2 separate regions of the Triticum aestivum genome follow, and region 2 is linked to region 1. The links are chromatin contacts, called in public Hi-C maps. All regions are on one chromosome and are shown on one strand. The core of a region is the stretch at or near the end of the contact, and the rest is flanking DNA. Distances in the headings are between cores, read along the strand shown. Region 1 holds the start of LOC123111422 (monothiol glutaredoxin-S12, chloroplastic). Region 2 holds the start of LOC543189 (fatty acid desaturase DES3).

Region 1 (3,294 bases), core at 231-2,730:
CATTATTGCAACAGTACAAGAGATAAGGTCACATTTTGCACCTGATAAAACAAAACATTACTTAAACTCCAAGGTGAGAGTGCTATTTCTGAAATAGGGCAGCAAGCTCCCCCTTTTCAGCCATGGATGAAATAATATCACATCCGCCCACAAGTTCTCCTCCAACAAAAACCTGTGGGAAGGTTGGCCAGTTGCTGTAGGTCTTGAGGGTCTCTCTCAACCCATGGTTGTGCTCCTCATCAAGAATATCTACGGATGCAAAATCCACTCCATGTGCCTCCAGGATCCCCACCACTCTTTGCGAGAACCCACACTGGGGAGCACTTCTTGATCCTTTGATGAAGGCAACCACTTTATTTTCCTTCACTAACCGATCAATCAACTGTTCAAGTGGCACAGTTAGCTGAACATGGCGACCAGGAGTCAAACGCAAATCTGCAGGTCTCTGTGGAGGACCGATCCAGGTGTGGTTCCCGGCAACATTCCCTGGTGGCGCCTTGCCAGTGGCTGCTATGTATTCTTCCATCCATGATTTCCAGGCATTAGTCAGGACACTTTTATCTGGTGTTTCCTCGTCTGGTATTGCAACCTGTAGAAATAAGTGTTATCAAATCCTCAAGTAGTATGTCAAACAGTCTTGCTAAGTCTCAGTCGATTGAAACTTAATAAAGTCTCAGTCGATGCTATATCTGTGAGATCTTACATTAAGATTCGTGCAAAATTTTCTTTTCAGTTTTTTCTTTTTCTCAGTCGACTGAGACCTAGCCACACCCTCAATGTCAAAACGTGTAGAGAGATAACTGGGAGTTGATACGTAGTCATTAGTGATTAAGTGTGTATAGCAAGACCGTGGGACAGGGCAATCATTTGCAGAAGTGTATAGCAAGACCGTGGGATAGCAATCAACCCTTAAGGTAAACTTGTTGAGAAGAAACCATGATCACTTCAGAAGCCTTCATCATCAAACACTACAGGACACCCTTTGCGCAATCCAGTTCCATGATGTAAATGAAATCCTACTGAATGGGAGATGCGTAACTGTGTATACCTTGACGGAGGCGCAGAGGTCAGCGGGCACCTTTCTGCGGTGCCCCTCGACGCTGGCCCTGACGTTGCGCGAGATCCCGAGAAACTGCAGGTCCCCGGCGGGGTCGAAGACTCCGTAGACCCCGGGCCTAGGGGGAAGCGCGTCCTCGTCGGGCAAAGTCTGGGTGGGCTCCTGCGGGATGGGGACGGGGGACGCCTCGGAGAGCTTGCTGAGGGCGGAGACGGACAAGAGGGCGCGGGGCGCGCGGCGGAGGATGGGCGCGAAGCGGAGAGTGCTGGAGGATGGGGTGGCTGGCACCGGGAGGAGGCGGAGGGAAGCGGCGGCGGCCGTGGAGGCGGTGGAGGTGGCCATGGGGAAAGTCATGGTAGCGCGGTTGAGCCGGAGAAAGGTGAGGTGGAGGTGTGTGGAGACGATGATGTCCAGCCGCGTGTTCTTCTTCTCGAACTGGGCTGGATGACACACGGCCGACGGCCTAATCGTTGAGAAAAGCCCAACTTTTCAACAAATTGAACTACTTGCTCCTATACGCAAAATGTTATTTTTTTTCTCGGTAAATACTCTGGGCCAGCTTCATTCGCCGGTTTTCATTTTTTGTCTTATTTTCCCTTTTATTTTTTCAGGTCATTATATCCCTTCCGTACCAATTATAAGATGTTTGGATATTTCAATATGAATTACATACAGACTAAAATGAGTGAACAAACACACTAAAGCGCGTCTATAAACATCCGATTCATAAAAAGTATAGAACATCTTATAATTAGCCATTATTTTAAAATTTTCATTCGATTTTCTACTGTGTACACAACACTTCTTGAAGGAAAAATGACGGTTTTTCAGTATACATTGTACCTTTAACACATGATAAACATTTTTTAGATACACAATGAACATTCTTGAAATACACTTTTAGTCTTTTATTTCAATTTTGTAAGTTGTTATAAAACATTTTCTCAATATAATTTTTTTACTAAGCCACCAATAGCTGTTTTTTAGATGAGTGAGCGCCACGCTAAAAAAATAGTGGTCAAAGGGTGTAGAGTGAGCGTTGAACCTGTTATAACGACAGCTCGGCGTTGAAGACGGGGAATAGGAGGTCCCAATCCTGACTATTTTCTCGCAAGAAAAATCCTAACTATTTGAAGCACCATCATAAAAAGCCTCAAATAGGTGGACTCTTTGTCCCGAGCCAACTCTTTTCTATGGGCACATCGTCGAGGCGATGTTTGGACATTTTGTGTGCCTTTTTTACTTTAACCTTTTGGCGGACAGTTTTATATCCAATCTTCAAAGGATTTTTCCTTTTCTTTTCATTTTTCTCTTTTCTATATCTTCATGTCTTTCTTTTTCCCTGTTTAAAAATAAATATAACCATTTTTTGATAAATACATTGATATTTTTAATACATGATTTAAAAAATGCAAGATCCCTTTTCAAAAATTTATCATCTTTTAAAAGCAAAATGTATTTTCAAATTAATGAATAGTACAAAATAACAAAGGAAAGTGAAAAGAAAAGAAAAAAGGAAAAATGCGGCTTTTGCTGGGCTTGTTGTAAGCAACTTTTCCTTTACGTATCGTTGTGCCATCAGATATTTTTTTGGCTAAATAAATCAGATTCATTTTTGAGAACTTGTTGTGCCATCAGATATACCATCAGGTATATCGTTGTGCCATCAGATATACCAGGAGCTTTGCCTAAAGGAAAGCCTAATGGGCCGGGCACTAGCGTTGTCCACTAAAAGTGATGTTTTTTCCTTTTACATTTACTTTCTAATAATGTTGTAATTAATAGAAAATCATTATGTGTAAAAATAGAAATGTTTACGTATTAAAAATATTGTGGTTGAAAAGAAATGTTCATGCAGTAGAAAAAATATATCCCTTTATATTCTTAAAAATGCCCATACTTGTTTTGAATGTTTATGGCGTGTAATGTTCATGTACATGAAAAATATGTTAATCTATATAAAAATATTCTTATATTCCTAAAAACTATTCAGATATTGACATAAAAAGGGAAAAGTTAAATGACACGAATATAAAAACCAACAAGAACAGAAAAACTAAAATTGGAGACAAGAACGATGGTGAAAAAGGAACAAATAAATCAAAAGAAAAGAAAAAGAAGCATTTTGTTAGGCAAATAAGAAGAAGCAAATAAAAAATATAGCCGAGGAACCCCTATTGGGCTCGGCCCATCCACCAGGCAACGCGAGCATAGCGACAATAATGCCCACAATGGGT
Region 2 (3,599 bases), core at 648-3,147, 220 kb before region 1:
AAGATCTTAGCTTAGCAGCAGATCTGATCACGTGACAGACATGAATAGATCTACTAGCTGCCGCTGCTAGTTGTGTTTGGCATTATTATCTACGGACGGACCACATCACTTGTTTGTTGGATCTTAAATTATGTGGACTCTTTTGATGCTGCTGCTGCACAACATGTCAACATGTGGTGCCTCTGCAGCGGCTGAAAAAGCAGGCAGGTGCATCGTTGCTCTCTTTCTAGTACCACTGCTAGCTATCACCTCCATGATTCATGCAGCAGCCAGATGCGATATTTGTTCAACTTTTGCTCAATTATTATTATGCCAAACTCTCTAAACTTTTACTACTAACGAGTGTCAGTATAAAATACAAGGTAGAGGGTTCTCAAGAAAAATATCTGCCCATCCATCGAGCTGCTCTGAGTTTCTTCCTTTTTTTTCTTTATGTGCGCAAAGTCCTTTGGGAATTGCAGTGATGGAGACATGCTGGAAAAAAATATGTGCATGTAGTAGAGTGCAGTAGTGGTACTAACCGGGTGCCATGACTCGTCCTTTTCGATGTGGCCATGGTTCTGATGGTGCGTTCTGTGGCTGATCCTCCTGCACACACATAGCAAAATCAGATTCAGATCGGCTTCAGAAAAGGTTGATTAATGCCAGATTGGTACCACTCCATATAAATTACTCCTCCTAAACTAATTATTTGTTGCTAAAGAAACTCAGATGCATGCATGATAATGGAACTACTAGTACTCCAGCATTGGTGTGTGGTGTTGGAAGGACCTTGAAGACTGTGCAGCACCGCTAGCTCCTAGTAAACAAACCGTTGTCGGCAGTGATTCAATCAAACTTTTTTGTGTTTCCTTCCTTTAAAGAAAGATGGGTTTTTCCCAAGAGAAATTCTCTGCGGCCGCTTGCATGGGTCAACAGCGGTGGAACAGACATGCCTCACAGGCAATAGTGCTTTGTACATGTAAGTAAAAGGGAAATTGCTACTTCGCAACAGCAAAGTTTGTGTTGCCCTTTCCAACTTCTTTCGAGTAACATATTCAGGCGCGGGTTCTCTCCCTCTCGGAGATTTGTCAACAAAACAAAGGATTGCAAATTGCTTTTCTAGACTAGAAAACCGATAGTACTACTACACATTTGCGACGGAACGAGTAATAATCTTGCCCTGCAAGTAGTACCTCCCTCCTGGTTTACTTAGTAAAATGTATGTACAAAATTGTTACCAGCCATTGTACGGGACGAGAATAAATGTGTGCAGCAGGTGGCCGACGACGCTGTTGAGCGTGCCGCTGTCCGAGAAGCTCCCGTGACCACTGCAAGCGTAGATAGGTAGATGTATCAGATAGACAGGCGTATGATAGCAGTGCTACTAGGTAGCACCAAATGTGGCACGCCGCACGCATCGATCTGGGCAGGCCGGGAGCGAGAAAGAGGAAACAACAACGCACCAGTCGTGTCCGAGGACGAAGAGCGCCCAGAACATGGTGCCCTGGACGGCCCAGTAGAGCGGCCAGAGGGCCCAGCTGTCGGCCCGCCACGCGGCGGCGGCCAGCGCCGCCACGACGGCGACGTCGCGGGCGACGTAGGAGAGGGAGCGCAGGGGGCTCTTGCGCCAGCAGTGGGCCGGCACGGCGGCGCGGACGTCGCCGATGCGGAAGGGCGGCGGCTTGGCGGCGTCGAACTCGGAGCGGTGGTCCTCGGTGGCCTTGCAGCTCGCCTCCTGCTCCGGCCTCATTGCGGGGGCCATGGCCGCGGATGGATCTGTGCGTGTGCGTGGGGGAGGGGGAGCGGGGGGCAAGGCAATGGTAGGGGAGGAGAGAGAGATTCGGGAGGGGCTTGGCTTGGGTGGCCGGGCAGAGATACACCTCTCCTCCTCTCGTCTCGTCTCAATGGAGGAGGGGTGCGGGTGGGCCGCTATTTATAAACCGAGATTATAATTACCTGCCGGTTTGCAACTACGGGCAAGAGCTCCTGCTAAATTTTTGCTGGTATGCCCTAGTAGTGTACCGTAGTAGTAGTCCTGTAAACCAATTGAGTTTGGCCGGTGCACGTCCATCGTGCGACCCTGCTTGCCGTCCATACCATGCCCAGTGGGCCCTCCTCTTTTTCTTTCTCCATAATACACGGAGAGAATGAATTAAAGATTCGCCTATAAAGTGAGTTGAAATTTTTCTACACCTAAATCTGTTTTAAGGGCAACTCCAACGCACGTCCGCGACGTTTAGATTTTGTCCGTTTGAGGGTGACAATAGGGCGGCGGGTGGCCGAATTTGTGGATGCATCGGGCGTGCGCCCAATTCGCGGTCGCATCTAATCCACGTGCATGCAAATTTTTAAAAGCAACAAAAGATGTAGCTAAATGGCTGCGGCCATAGTTCACACCAGTTCATGACGGCCGGCAAAGCCAACAGCCTACAGAATGGTCACCCTCCAGTTTCACGCCGACAACAAAGCCAGCGGCCGGCACACCAGCCAGCCTTCAAAATGAACGGCCATAGTCCACGAGCGAGGTCTCACCTAGTTCAGGCCGTCTCAGGCGAACATCTTCGCGAACCAAGCTTCCTCTCCGGTGACATGTTGTTCTTGTCGACGCTCATGATCGCGAGTGCCACCTCTTTTGCTTTGGGATCGGCATTGGTGGCCTTGGTCTCGAGCTTCTTCAGATGAGCGGCCTCCTCAATGTCAAGCTTCCTCTTGGCGGCCTCCTCCATCTCAAGCTTCTTCGTTTGGAGTTCTAGGTATATCTTCATTTGCTCATCCTTCCCCTTGCTCCTTCTCTCCTCTCTCACTTCCTTTTGGCTCATCATGCATTCCAAAGTTTCCTGCAAGGCCATGGAAGACGCATCACGCCTCTTGTCGGCCTTTGAGCTGGTCTTGCCCTCGGCCTCTTGATCAAGTCTCCCTCCTCGGCCACGGCCGCCTTTCCTCCTTTCTTCCTACGAGCGGCATATTGGTCTTTGAACTTGGGGCAATCTTTGATGAGCGACCAACAATGCGTGAGAGTAAATGGCTTGTTCTTGTGCCGGGCCTTGAAGGCTTCCAAAGATTGAAATGCATACACAATCAAAGGTGTGACCGCAATTGTAACATGGAAGGACACAAGATGCATGAAACATAAATGGCATGCCAAGATGAAATGACACAAGATGGAAAAACGAGAGGTTCATACCAAGTCACCAACGCCTAGGCCACTCACGAGACGGGTTTCGACACTCAACCGCGGCACAATACTTGTTGCACTCTTGTTGAATGAACCCCCATCTCTTTTGATTGAGTTGATGTCGCGGGTGCTTGCAAATTGGTAGGGGGCAAACTTCCTTCGCTCATGAAAGGTTTTGTGAACTGTCATCCAAAAGATGGATCATTTTTGCCCGACACCTTTCATCGGATCTTGGCCTATCTCCATCCAACTCTCGCAAATCAAAGTGTCCTCCTCTTGGGTGTATGATCCCGTGTGAATGCTTTGCCTCTTCTTTTGTGCGTCGGCCCTTTGGGTGAGCTCATCGATAAACAAGGGCTCCTCCGCAATGTCGACCTCTTCTTCCTTATATTCACAATACATGTCATCATCTTCATGCCATGAGTTGCCATGGTCGTTCTCA

The links. Hi-C and Micro-C count contacts between places; a contact is called where the count stands out from the background.
Region 2: a contact with region 1 is called in a Hi-C map of leaf, with 3 times the contacts expected there. The contact joins the promoter of LOC543189 here to the promoter of LOC123111422 in region 1. A contact is called at or near these places in 2 of 5 Hi-C or Micro-C datasets (both in leaf) and 1 of 1 datasets of contacts at active chromatin or transcription factors (leaf).

Annotation. Positions count from the first base shown.
Region 1 is chr5B:285,131,344-285,134,637 of IWGSC CS RefSeq v2.1, reverse strand. LOC123111422 (monothiol glutaredoxin-S12, chloroplastic) reads right to left here and starts at 1,480. Exons shown (of 2, transcript XM_044532216.1): 1 at 1,049-1,480; 2 at 1-589. The coding sequence starts at 1,411. The coding sequence ends at 83.
Region 2 is chr5B:285,349,674-285,353,272 of IWGSC CS RefSeq v2.1, reverse strand. It overlaps LOC543189 (fatty acid desaturase DES3), which reads right to left and starts at 1,897. Exons shown (of 8, transcript XM_044532217.1): 1 at 1,446-1,897; 2 at 1,221-1,310; 3 at 522-588. The coding sequence starts at 1,744.